2 separate regions of the Sus scrofa genome follow, and region 1 is linked to region 2. The links are chromatin contacts, called in public targeted proximity ligation maps. All regions are on one chromosome and are shown on one strand. The core of a region is the stretch at or near the end of the contact, and the rest is flanking DNA. Distances in the headings are between cores, read along the strand shown.

Region 1 (5,821 bases), core at 870-3,369, 290 kb before region 2:
GGTGGTAGGAGAGGAAACTGGAGAGGCAAAGGGAGGTCAGCAGGTGCTCAGGAAACGTCACGGGGGAAGGGCTGGTGGATATATGCCACATGCTGCAGGTGCTAAGAAAGGATTTTAAGTGACAAGGTGGCATGACCTTTGATATTTAAGGATGGTATCGGCAGTGGTCCTGGAATGGAGAGAGACCAGTTCTGCTTGATGCCAAGTATAGGCCTGGCATAATTTTCAGCATTTAGGGAGCTAAAGATCGCTTAGCATGCCAGCATCTACGGTGGGGGTGGGGGAGGGGGGGGCAGGTCATGCATTAGACTCATCTTCTCAGGCCACAAAACATCACTTTCGGTATGTATTAACTAACAACACAGGTTTCTCCACATGTGAGAAAAAAGAATCAGATGGGTTACTTCATGAGAAAAGTTGAAATAAGAGTAAGACACGCATGAAGAGAATCCGTATGCCAAACCAAACCTTATTGTTAGTAATAACTCCAGGGAGGCACTATTTCAGGTTATCAGAGATTGTAATTTAAGTTTGGGAGAACATCAAAATCATATAGTAGTCTTTGAGAGGTAGATTAATACATTATTCAACATTAAATTCTGTCTTAAATAATGACACCCATATGCCATATGCCTATACCTTTGAAACAGCCCTTCTCATTTTTCTTTAAAGTTATTTATGTCGCTAAAGGAAGCCATTATTTCCAGAGCTAAAAGAAGAAAATAAATGAGCTTTCATTTGAGTGAAAAGTCCATTCATATTCTAAATCCCAGCCAAGAAGCCCCAGGAATGCCAAGAGTTTGCTTCTATTTCATCTTTCACCTGCATGCTAACTTTCCATCAATTTAATGATAAACCTTCAACTATTTCGTACTGTCAGGTTTTTCACAGAAATATTCATAGTTAGAAGCATTGTATAATGATTCAAGGGCATTCTATGGGTAAGAAAAAATAAGTTTTTCTCTTTTGGAAGAGCTAAAATGTGTTTGTGGAAAATTACACAGAGATAATCCTATACTACGCAACAAAATGAGAGATGGAGCTATGTGTCAAGGCTGGGAATTGTAAGATCAGGGATTGAAAAGAGGGGGAAAAGCTTAGTTATCTTCAGCTGGCAGCAATGGTGCCTAGATAATGGAGTCTGTTTACAATGGAATGAGGTTATCCTACAGGGGCAAAGTGAGAAAGGAAGTTAGTGGTGAGGGGTGGAGGGCAGGATGAGGAAGGGTTGAGATCTTGGCTGAAAATAGAGATGTGCACCACAGCAGGACAAGAAGAAGTTGGAAATTTGGAAGGAAGATCCTGGTAGGTAGCAGAGAACTATGAAGTAGGTAGGTCTCTATGCATAAGGGGTTAAACAGGCTAACAATGTAAATGCATACTGAAATCCACCCTGGTAGAAGAGGGCAGATTTGCAGGTAACATAAAATGTTCTCTTCTAGGAGTTCCTGTTGTGGCTCAGAGGTAAAGAACCCAACTGGTATCCATGAGGATGCAGGTTAGTTAGATCCCTGGCCTTGGTTAGTGGGTGAAGGATCTGGCGTTGCTGTGAGCTGTGGCATAGGTTGCAGACACAGCTTGGATCCTGTGTTGCTGTGGCTGTGGCATAAGCCAGCAGCTGCAGCTCCAATATGACCCCTAGCCTGGAAACGTCCATATGCCACAGGTGCAGCCCTTAAAAAAAAAAAAAAAAAAAAAAAAAAGTTTCTTTTCCAGAGGTGCTATCAAAGATCAATAGAAAAGTGTTCTGGAGGGTGGCTATCAAAGGATTTAGATTTAGATTCCAATTCAACTAAGGCTTATGGAGGGCTCGATATCCTGAAATGGGTTTTCAAATAGCTTAACTAACTCATTCAATTTCCTGTAGCAGTTCTGTGAGGTATATATTAAATCTAACGGGTTAATAGATTAGGATACTGGGCCTCAAGTTAAGGGACTCACCTAAGATTAAGGAGATGATAATTAGAGAAGTGGGAATTCAAAGCCAGGCCACTGTCCTGGGAGAGATGGCGCCCTCTCCTATCCTCCCTCTGCAGGAGCTGCCTTTCCCTGTTCCATTCCTGTCCTGTGATTCGGTGAAAACCGAGGCTGTGACATGCGTGCTGTCAGGGTGACTGGCAAGGACAGCTCTCCATTTGCCAAGTGTCAGGAAGCACATCAGAGCCAGAAGGCAACTCCTAACAGGGCCAACTTGGGAGCACTCAGGCGGCTTAAGAGAGGAGTTGGAATCCAGGGAGTGTTCCGTTCCCAGACCGGGATGAATGACCCTGTAGGCTCAGCTCTTCTGCGACCTCTGATCTTCCTGGATTTAAGAAGCCACTCAGACGTAGCTCTGAAAGTTCTGCCCGTCACCGTGTTCACTAGAAACTGAACACCGAGAAAGACAGTTTCACAACTATTGCTCGCTGAAGACTATTTCTCACTGGAGTTCCACTGTGGCGTCTCTACAGCGCCAGGACGCAGGTCTGATCCCTGGCCCAGCACAGTGGCTGAAGGATCTGGCAGTTGCGGTGGAGGTCACGACTGTGGCTTGGATCTGATTCCTGGCCCAGGAACTCCACATGCCCCAGGGCAGTGAAAAAGAAAAGAATAATGTAAGACTTAGGCCTGGTCTAAACCAAGCTGAAACAAGGTGTGTTTGGAGAAGAGAAAACTCCAAGAAGATTCACTTTAGTAATAGCAGTAGTAATAGTAGTCGTAGTAATAGCAGCAGCAGCAGTGGTAGTAATAACAGTAGTTTAGTAACAGTAGCAGGAGTACCATCACACACCTACCATGTGGAGGCACTATTTTAAACACTACATTTGTATTGATGTAACCCTCACAACACTATGAGGCAGGCATTATTACCCCCATTTTTCAGATAGGAGCCAGATAGGAAAGAGTCACTGAATAACTGCTAAGACACGCAGCTAGCGCCAAACAGAGCTAGGATTCGCATGCAGGCAGCTAGAATCTGTCCTCTCTACCATTAAGCTATATAACAATTCAAACATCTTAATAGTAATTTTAAATTCCTTAGTATAATGACTTTAAAATATTAGCAGCAATGGTGTTCCTGTCTACCTATTTTATGTAGAAGACAAAGATACACCCTACACAACAGTCTAATGTGACTGGAAAGACACTTAAAGTAACAGCAATGAGAGACAATGGGGCTTAGAAGTGACACTGCGGTGTTAGCAGTAAATCCTCGAGGAATTGAGAGGAAGAGGTGATGAATGAGGGCTAGTTAGATCTATGAAGACATGACAGAGGAGGCAGTCTGCATTCTCTTTCTCCTGGCTCTTTCACTTAAACTGCATTGACCCCCCCCCCCCCAAATTGAATTAACTTTGTCAAAAAAGGCAGTGGGAAAATCTATTCAGCTCTGCTTCTTCCATGATGGATTCCAACTGCCCCTGCTGGAATCTTCGCCCATTGTTAAACTTCCATGAATGGGCAGCTGGGCCACTGATCCCACAGCTCAACTTCTCCCTGAGGCTAAACTGGCTGAAACTTTACAGTGCAAGAGAACACCTGGGAAGTTCATTAAAACTGTAGCTTCCTGGCCTGAGAGAGTCTTTCTCAGTTGGTTTGAGAGGACTCTGAAAAAATTATTTTGAAGCCATACAAATGTTTCTGAATCAGATCATCCTCAGGACACACTGAGAAAAATTCAAATAGTTACTTTCACAGACTGAAGTGAAGAAAACCCTTCTATAAGAGTTTTGATGCCCTCTTCTCTGCAGAGGACAGTGAGCCCCAAACCAGGGGCCAAAAACCTTGCAAAGATGGTTTGAGATCTTCGGTGACTTTGTGTAAGACTATCCCTTCCAAATGCATCTTCCCCTGCAGCCTAGCTTCTATCCAGCTATCCAGAGCCGCACCTCTTGAAAGGCTGTTATGAAGACACAGCATTCTTGCTCTTACATTGACAGAACGGAAGGAACAAGGGGCTCCCAGTAGATGACAGAGGTTCAAATACGGATTCTATCCCTTCTTTCCTGTGGGATGTGGGGAGACATTACTTGTCTATTCATTCAATCATCACATCTTTACTGAGTACCCTCTGTGCCAGGCACTGTGCTAGGTAACGGAAACTAGGAGGACAAGGACAGTCTCCTGGTCTCAGGAAGTGTCTGGCCCAGGCAGTAAGACAAATATTACTACACAAGTATGACTCTGGTAAGCGCTATAAAGGAAACATTCAGGTGCTATGAAATTTATAAAAGGGGATATCACTTCGCTTGGAGAACAGCTTGCACCTCCCTTTGTTCACTTAAAATATGAAACTGATATATATATATATATATATATATATATATATATATATTTTTTTTTTTTTTTTTTTTTTTTTACAGCCGCACTCATGGCACATGGAAGTTCCTAGGCAGGGGTCAAATTAGAGCTGCAGCTGTGACTGGCACCACAGCCACAGCAATGTCAGATCCTTAACCCACTGAGTGAGGCAAGGTATTGAACCCACATCCTCACAGAGACGGCATCTGGTCCTTAACCCACTGAGCCACAACAGGAACTCCAGGAATGATATTTCTTGCTTCAGTAATTATTATGGGATAAAATGAGTAAATATACCAGAAAATAAAATATTAAAGTACAAAGTCCATACTTAAAAAATTTAGCATCGTCATTTACAGGACATGCTAACATCTCTGACAATCTGCTTTGAATCCTACTTTACTACACATCAGTAATCAGTACAGGCTTCAGCTACTTTCTAGATATTAAAAATCTTAGTAGGTGGCTGGTAACGGCTGCCAGGCTTTCCGGTCAAAGAAGCCTCTGTGTAGGAAAGGAATTGGGGTGAAATAAAAAGGCAAAAAAATAATAGTCTTTTCCTTTCCATACCTGTATGCATGTTGCCCGAAAAAAACCAAACTTGCATTTTATAAGGTTCAGTATTTTCATGTCATGTAATTGTATTTCATAGGTCACCCAATAGCATACTTAGATGTCATCTGGTAATTTTTTTTTTTTTTTTTTTTTTTTCTTTTTGCCTTTTTCTGAGACCGCTCCCATGGCATATGGTAGTTCCCAGGCTAGGGGTCTAATTGGAGCTGTAGCCACCAGCCTACACCAGAGCCACAGCAATGCCAGATCCGAGCCATGTCTGCAACCTACACCACAGCTCAGGGCAACACTGGATACTTAACCCACTGAGCAAGGCCAGGGATCGAACCCGCAACCTCATGGTTCCTAGTCGGATTCGTTAACCACTGAGCCACGACGGGAACTCCCTCATCCAATAATTTTTTAACCAGATTATTTTGCTATCTGATTTAGCTTTTTAATTTTATGTATTTAAAAAAAAACACTCTCCGGGAGTTCCCATCGTGGCGCAGAGGAAAAGAATCCGACTAGGAACCATGAGGTTGCAGGTTCAATCCCTGGCTTTGCTCAGTGGGTCAAGGATCTGGCGTTGCCATGAGCTGCGGTGTAGGTCACAGATGTGGCTCGGATCTGACGCTGCTGTGGCTCTGGCGTAGGCTGGCGGCTCTAGCTCCAATTAGACCCCTAGCCTGGGAACCTCCATATGCTGTGGGTGTGGCCCTAAAAAGCAAAAATAAAACAAAAACACTCTCCAATGAATTTTTTTTTTTTTTTTTTTTTTGCCATGCCTATGGCATGTGCAAGTTCCTGGGCCAGAGATCGAAACCACATCACAGCAGCAGCTTGAGCCACAGCAGTGGCAACACTGGATCCTTAACCTACTGCACCACCGGGTAATTCCTTGAATGAAATACTTTTGTTATACATTTTGAATCCAGGATTTTAACATGCCTGGCAGTTAGAAATGGCCCAGAAGGCAGTAAGATTC
Region 2 (5,354 bases), core at 195-2,694:
CTTGCCTGTAAAACTAACCTCATACTATCTGCTTGGAGCATTGTTTAGAAGATTAAAAATAATCTGTAGGAAAGAGTCTGGCATGGAAGAGGTGCTCCATGAACCATAGTTAAGTAACAAAAGGGAATCAGAGCATTAAACTCATGCCCCGCCCCCACCTCCCTAAAAAAATTCTATTTCCTTTACACGAGAGAGCGCAAACCACAGCAAGTGGGACTGTGCCCTGTAAAGCCTAAGGATTTCAAACCTCCAATGGAAGAAATAGGACAATCTTTGGGAAGTTATCGATAAACGGGGCCAAAAATCTGACTGCCATGTACAGCTCCTCATCCTCTATTTTCACAGAAAAGCAGGGCGAAGTCCAGGCCTCAGAGAGTACCTCCCTGGAAGGCTGGCCAGGAAACCAGCATTCTCTAGTGGCTGTCCCTCTGCAATCTCTATCTCCAGCACCTGCCTTCTAAGGTCCAGCTGATCTGGGTGAGTCCTATGACTCACTTCTGTACCACTCTGCAACAAAATGTCCATGAGTTTCACCCTTTACCTCTTAAACAAAATTTTTTAAACGTTTCACATTAGCCTCTCTGCTTTTAGCCTCCTGCACAGTTTGGGCCCAACCGGGACTACCATGACGTCCTACTCCAAGCTTCCCCCTTTCTTGGCTCTGCCCACGTGGCAGTCCTCCCTGGGCCTGGCCCGGTACTCGCTTATCACCGGAAGAAGATAGCACCGTCTCTAGTTTGTTTTCCCAGTATGCAGTAGGTACCCAAATCCCAAATCCGCTTCCAAAAGAAACTAACTGTGGCGGATTTAAGCAATAAAGAATGTCTTCAAAGGATTTAGTTCCCTGAATCGCTAGGAAGCCTGCAGATCCAAATTCTAGATGGATGGACTAAAAACCAAGGCCCCAAACAGCCTCAGCCTTCCTCAGGCAAAACACTTCTTCCCTCTCCCTCTGCTCTTGGGCAATGACTTCCCAATTAAAAATCCAGGACAGCGCTCCAGGCCCGCCTGCAGGAGAGGTGGGAGAGTGGATGTCTAGCATTTCTAGCTTCTCACATGAGAGATGGCCTCCAGCCCAGCAAGACTTAAAAGGTAAGGAATTCCCGTGTAGGATAAGGTTCAAATGTGGGGCAGCCAAAATTAGAATACGGCAAATCATTACTGCACCGACTTCTCCGCACTGACTTCTCACCCCTCAGAACCCACCAATGTCTGATGAGTTTTGGTTTTCTTTGTGCTCACTACAGCACCATAAAAGTACGTGCTCACCACCTATTTATTGGAATAAATAAGTCAACAGCGACTCTAATGCCACACAGTCTCCCTTTTCCCGGGTTCCCAGGACATCCACGTTGACTGCTCCTTTGTCCTGAACGTTGGAAGTGGCCCAGATTCACTATGCCCTGCAGAGTGGCCTCCGAGGAACACCAGCTGTGGGCACAGCGGCCCCGCACACTGCCCTCCTTCAGCCTGGCTGGCACTAGCCCCAGGGCTGCCTGGCTGCCCCTCTGTCTTTGTGGCCTCTTTTCCATCATTCCCTGGCCCTGTGGACTTGGTGACCGCACTGGGCTCCCTCACTTTTTGACCCTGGGCACTCTGCAGTGTTTCTCCACAAGGGTCTTGAACAATTCTTTGTTCAGCAGAACTGCCCTTTAGGTTGCAAGACTCTTCACATTCTTGGCTGTTTTCAGTAAATGGTAGATGACTGTACAGTCTTGGTGACAACTGGAAAATGGATACATGTTTCCAATGTGTCCCTCCTTTGTAGTAGTGAGTGTGGGGATAGCATGAGCCCCAGCTGAAGCCCTGCTGTGTGGAGACCCTGCCCGCACCTTCTAACTGCTCCCTGGTAGAATCACCCTGGGGTTTTGAGCCAGCTAGCTGCCCACCTGGACAATGGAATTCTGCCCTCCTTGGGAGAGGGAGGCTTGTCCTGATACCAACATTAACATTGGGCAAAATTATAATCGTACAGTAACTCAACAAGTTGTGTAGAACTGGACTTCATACTCCTACTTTTCTGTGGGATCTGGGCAACAACTTAATCACTCTGAGCTCAAGTTTCTTCTTTCATAAAATGGGAGGTGTTTTAGATCAGCCTTCCTAGAAGCAGAGCTTGAGTCAGAGGTTTTTGTTCAAGCTATTTATTGGGAGAGTACTCTCAGGAGAAGGGGAGTAAATGAAGCATGATGGGGCAGGTGGAAAAGCCAAAAGAGGACACTTTGAAGAATAAATTACATGAGAGTCAGTTCTGCCTCGAGGTAAGGGAAGTGGCCGTTTGTACCCGCAGGTCAGCGAGGCACTGGCTGAGGTCTGGGTAGGGAGTTTCCTCCCATGGCCAAGGGAAGCTCCCCAACCCCCACCCCCAAAGATGTGGCTGCGAGTTGTTACATGCACACACACACACACGCAACGAGATATACACACACCCTCATAATCATCTGAGCACTATTTTGTAACCTATTCTTTCGACTGGCATCTTTAACATAGCATAGAATGGGTTTTGGGGATTTTTTGTTTGTTTGTTTCTTTTTGCAGAACCTGTGGCATATGATAGAAGTTCTGGGCCAGGGATGGAATGTGAGCTGCAGCTGTGACCTATGCCACAGCTATGGCAACTCTGGATCCTGAACTGCCACAGTTCCACGACAGCAGCAACTCCAAAATGTTATAATTTTTCATGACAACATAGAATTCCATTATATGACAGTACATAATTAATCAATTATTATATTTGATATATAGGCTATTTCTAACTGTTTTGCTCTTGTAAACCATGTTGTGACGAATATCCTTAGCTAAAACTTGAGCACATTCATAAGTGAGTTACTCAGGACAGATTCCCAGAAATGGTACTACTGGGTTAAAGACGTTTCACCTTTGCAATTTTATGCATATTGCCCAAACACCGTCCATCTGTAACCCTGCAACTATCTCTATACCCACAGATTCTACATGAAAATATGGTTGACCATGCCTTTGATCAACACTGTGTGATTTAACCTTGCCAGCCTGGTAGCGAAAATGATGCAAAATACTAATTTTAAATATTTCAGAGGAAATGCTCACTGTTTAAATGACCCAACACACATGGAATTTCCCCCAAATTTCTGTCTAACTATATTTATTCCTATATTTACAACAAAAGTTAGAAAAGACACTTTGAAAACACTGGCCTAAAAAAATTCTACCTAAGGATGCACACATGCAGTGACCAATTTTTAGTTTTATGAAATGGTTTATAATAGTAAAAAATTGCTGACATATGTTACTTTCTGATGTTTGGATTTTAACTTAAATGATTAGATAAGCAAACTGCCAGTCATAGGTATAGCTCACCCAGCTAGTTAATGAATAAGACTTTTTTTTAATCAAAAATTGAAAATTTGTCCAAATAAGCAGAATGGAGAGGAGAAAAAGAATAAAAATACTTGACGAAATGGTCATTGCATTCAGCAGACAAATAAATCCATTTGGCATTAGAAAAATTAGTTTCTTCTCAGCCTTTTCCCTGATTTTCTGGCCTTTGAGAAATTACTTAAGTGTGTCCTGAAACAGAAAAATAGACACGACTCCTGCATTCCCACTTTCCTCCACCCTGGGCCTCGCTGCACATGCATTTTGTAAGAGTTCATTAGAAACTGTTTGCCAAGCACTCTGACCTCCTTGGAGAGGAGTGTTTATAAATAGAATTTTTTCTTGTGGGGTCCTTTACTAGTTAAGTAAATGTCTCACGTTTCTTAAAAAGTACGACACAAGTGACTTCACAGGAGAGAAACAAAAGCTGCTCATCCTCTTAATCTGCTAGTTCTGGAAAGTTTCCCCAAGAGCATCTCCTTTCATAGACATCTAGAAACATTTATAATACTTCTCTGTTGACGACGTTAAACATTTCTCTTTTTTCTCCCAAATTAATATGCAACTCTATATGAACCATTTTTCTGAGGAAAAATAACATGTAATAATAAAATTATATATCCTCAATTCTAAGACAGTATTGACTCTAGAATTTACCTTCAATATAACAATAGCTTTACTAAGTAAAAAAGAAACATTACAATGAAAGTAGACTTAGATGAAAAGTCTGGTTCCAAGTTTGGATACATGAAAACGCAATGGAGGATTACACATTACAGAAGAGGAGAAATGTGGAAACACCAGCCACGGCTAGAAATTACGAGGCAGATACCCTAATGCCGGGCGCTAGGCTAAGTGACTTAGGTGTGCCGTCTTCTGATCCTCACAAGCAGCCCAGGTCTTTGTGGGCAGCATCAAGGCCAGACTGGCTTAGAGCAGAGCCTCTGCCTCCCAGGTCCAGAGTCCCGGTCACTGGGATCTCTGCCTCCCCCCTGTGCCGCTCATATTTCCATCTTAAACCATAGGCTGCGGTTTATTTGGGTCGTCCTCAACAAAAGTAGGATTTGCAGGGACTGGCTTGCTTGCTCCCAGATGGCTATTCCCTGGTCTGCTCTACTTCCTCTGCTCACCCCCCTTTCCCTCCTCTGGAATTCCCACGGAGACTTTCTTGTTGGTTACACAACGGCAGTAGGGGCAGGGCCTCTGTGAGACTGGAGGCGAAATGCATAGTATCTGAAAGGGAGATCATTGCTTAGGTTAAATAAACCATCTCTATGCTTCTTTTTATTTCTTTGCTCTGTTTATTTGTCCCTCTTCCCAAAATGACTTCCCCCACTTCTATTTATATAAATGAAATCATTCAGCAAGTATTTATTTGGATCTAGTCTTAACTCAGTATTTATCACGGTTGACCACGGTGTTTACAGGCGTTGGGGAGGAAGCAGTGGGGAAAACAAAAGGCACAAACACTTCCTTTAAGAATCCTACAAGTTAGTGGGGGAATTTAAAATTAAATAAATCAGTCCATGGACAAATTTATAAATACAAATTGTCATCAGGGCTCTAAAAACCAACCAAGTATGCAGTGCTTTCAGTGTCTTGGGACGAAGTGTCTTCATCTCGTCAGCAGATCAGGGGAAGTCTTCTCAGAGCAAATGACCCTGAGAGACAGGGAAGGGTTATGGGCATGGAAGGTGGAGAGAGAACAACTCAGAGGAGGGGGCAACACTTTCAAGCACCCCAAGATGGAAAAGAAGATAAACCTAAATCCTACACAGGCTCAGACCTCAATCAGATCACTGAACACAGGATCTTCTCCCAAAACCTTTCTAAAAATTTCCCCTGAGATATTAAGTCTATCACACCCTTTCTGAAAATTCTTCCAGCATTTTATTGCTCTTTCGTAGTAACAACAACAATCACATTTAATTAAGACTTACAATGTGTCATTCTCTCCTGTAGGCAGCCTACCTGTTTTCCTCATGTACCCGCACAGA

What was found.
Region 1: a contact with region 2 is called in a targeted proximity ligation map of skeletal muscle, with 8 times the contacts expected there. A contact is called at or near these places in 1 of 47 Hi-C or Micro-C datasets (skeletal muscle) and 1 of 2 datasets of targeted methods (skeletal muscle).

The regions. Positions count from the first base shown.
Region 1 is chr5:90,747,074-90,752,894 of Sscrofa11.1, reverse strand. All of the region lies in intron 3 of LOC106510428 (a long non-coding RNA gene), which reads right to left. Among named protein-coding and RNA genes, the nearest start is that of BTG1, 65 kb to the left of the region's middle.
Region 2 is chr5:90,453,796-90,459,149 of Sscrofa11.1, reverse strand. No RefSeq gene overlaps it. Among named protein-coding and RNA genes, the nearest start is that of PLEKHG7, 140 kb to the right of the region's middle.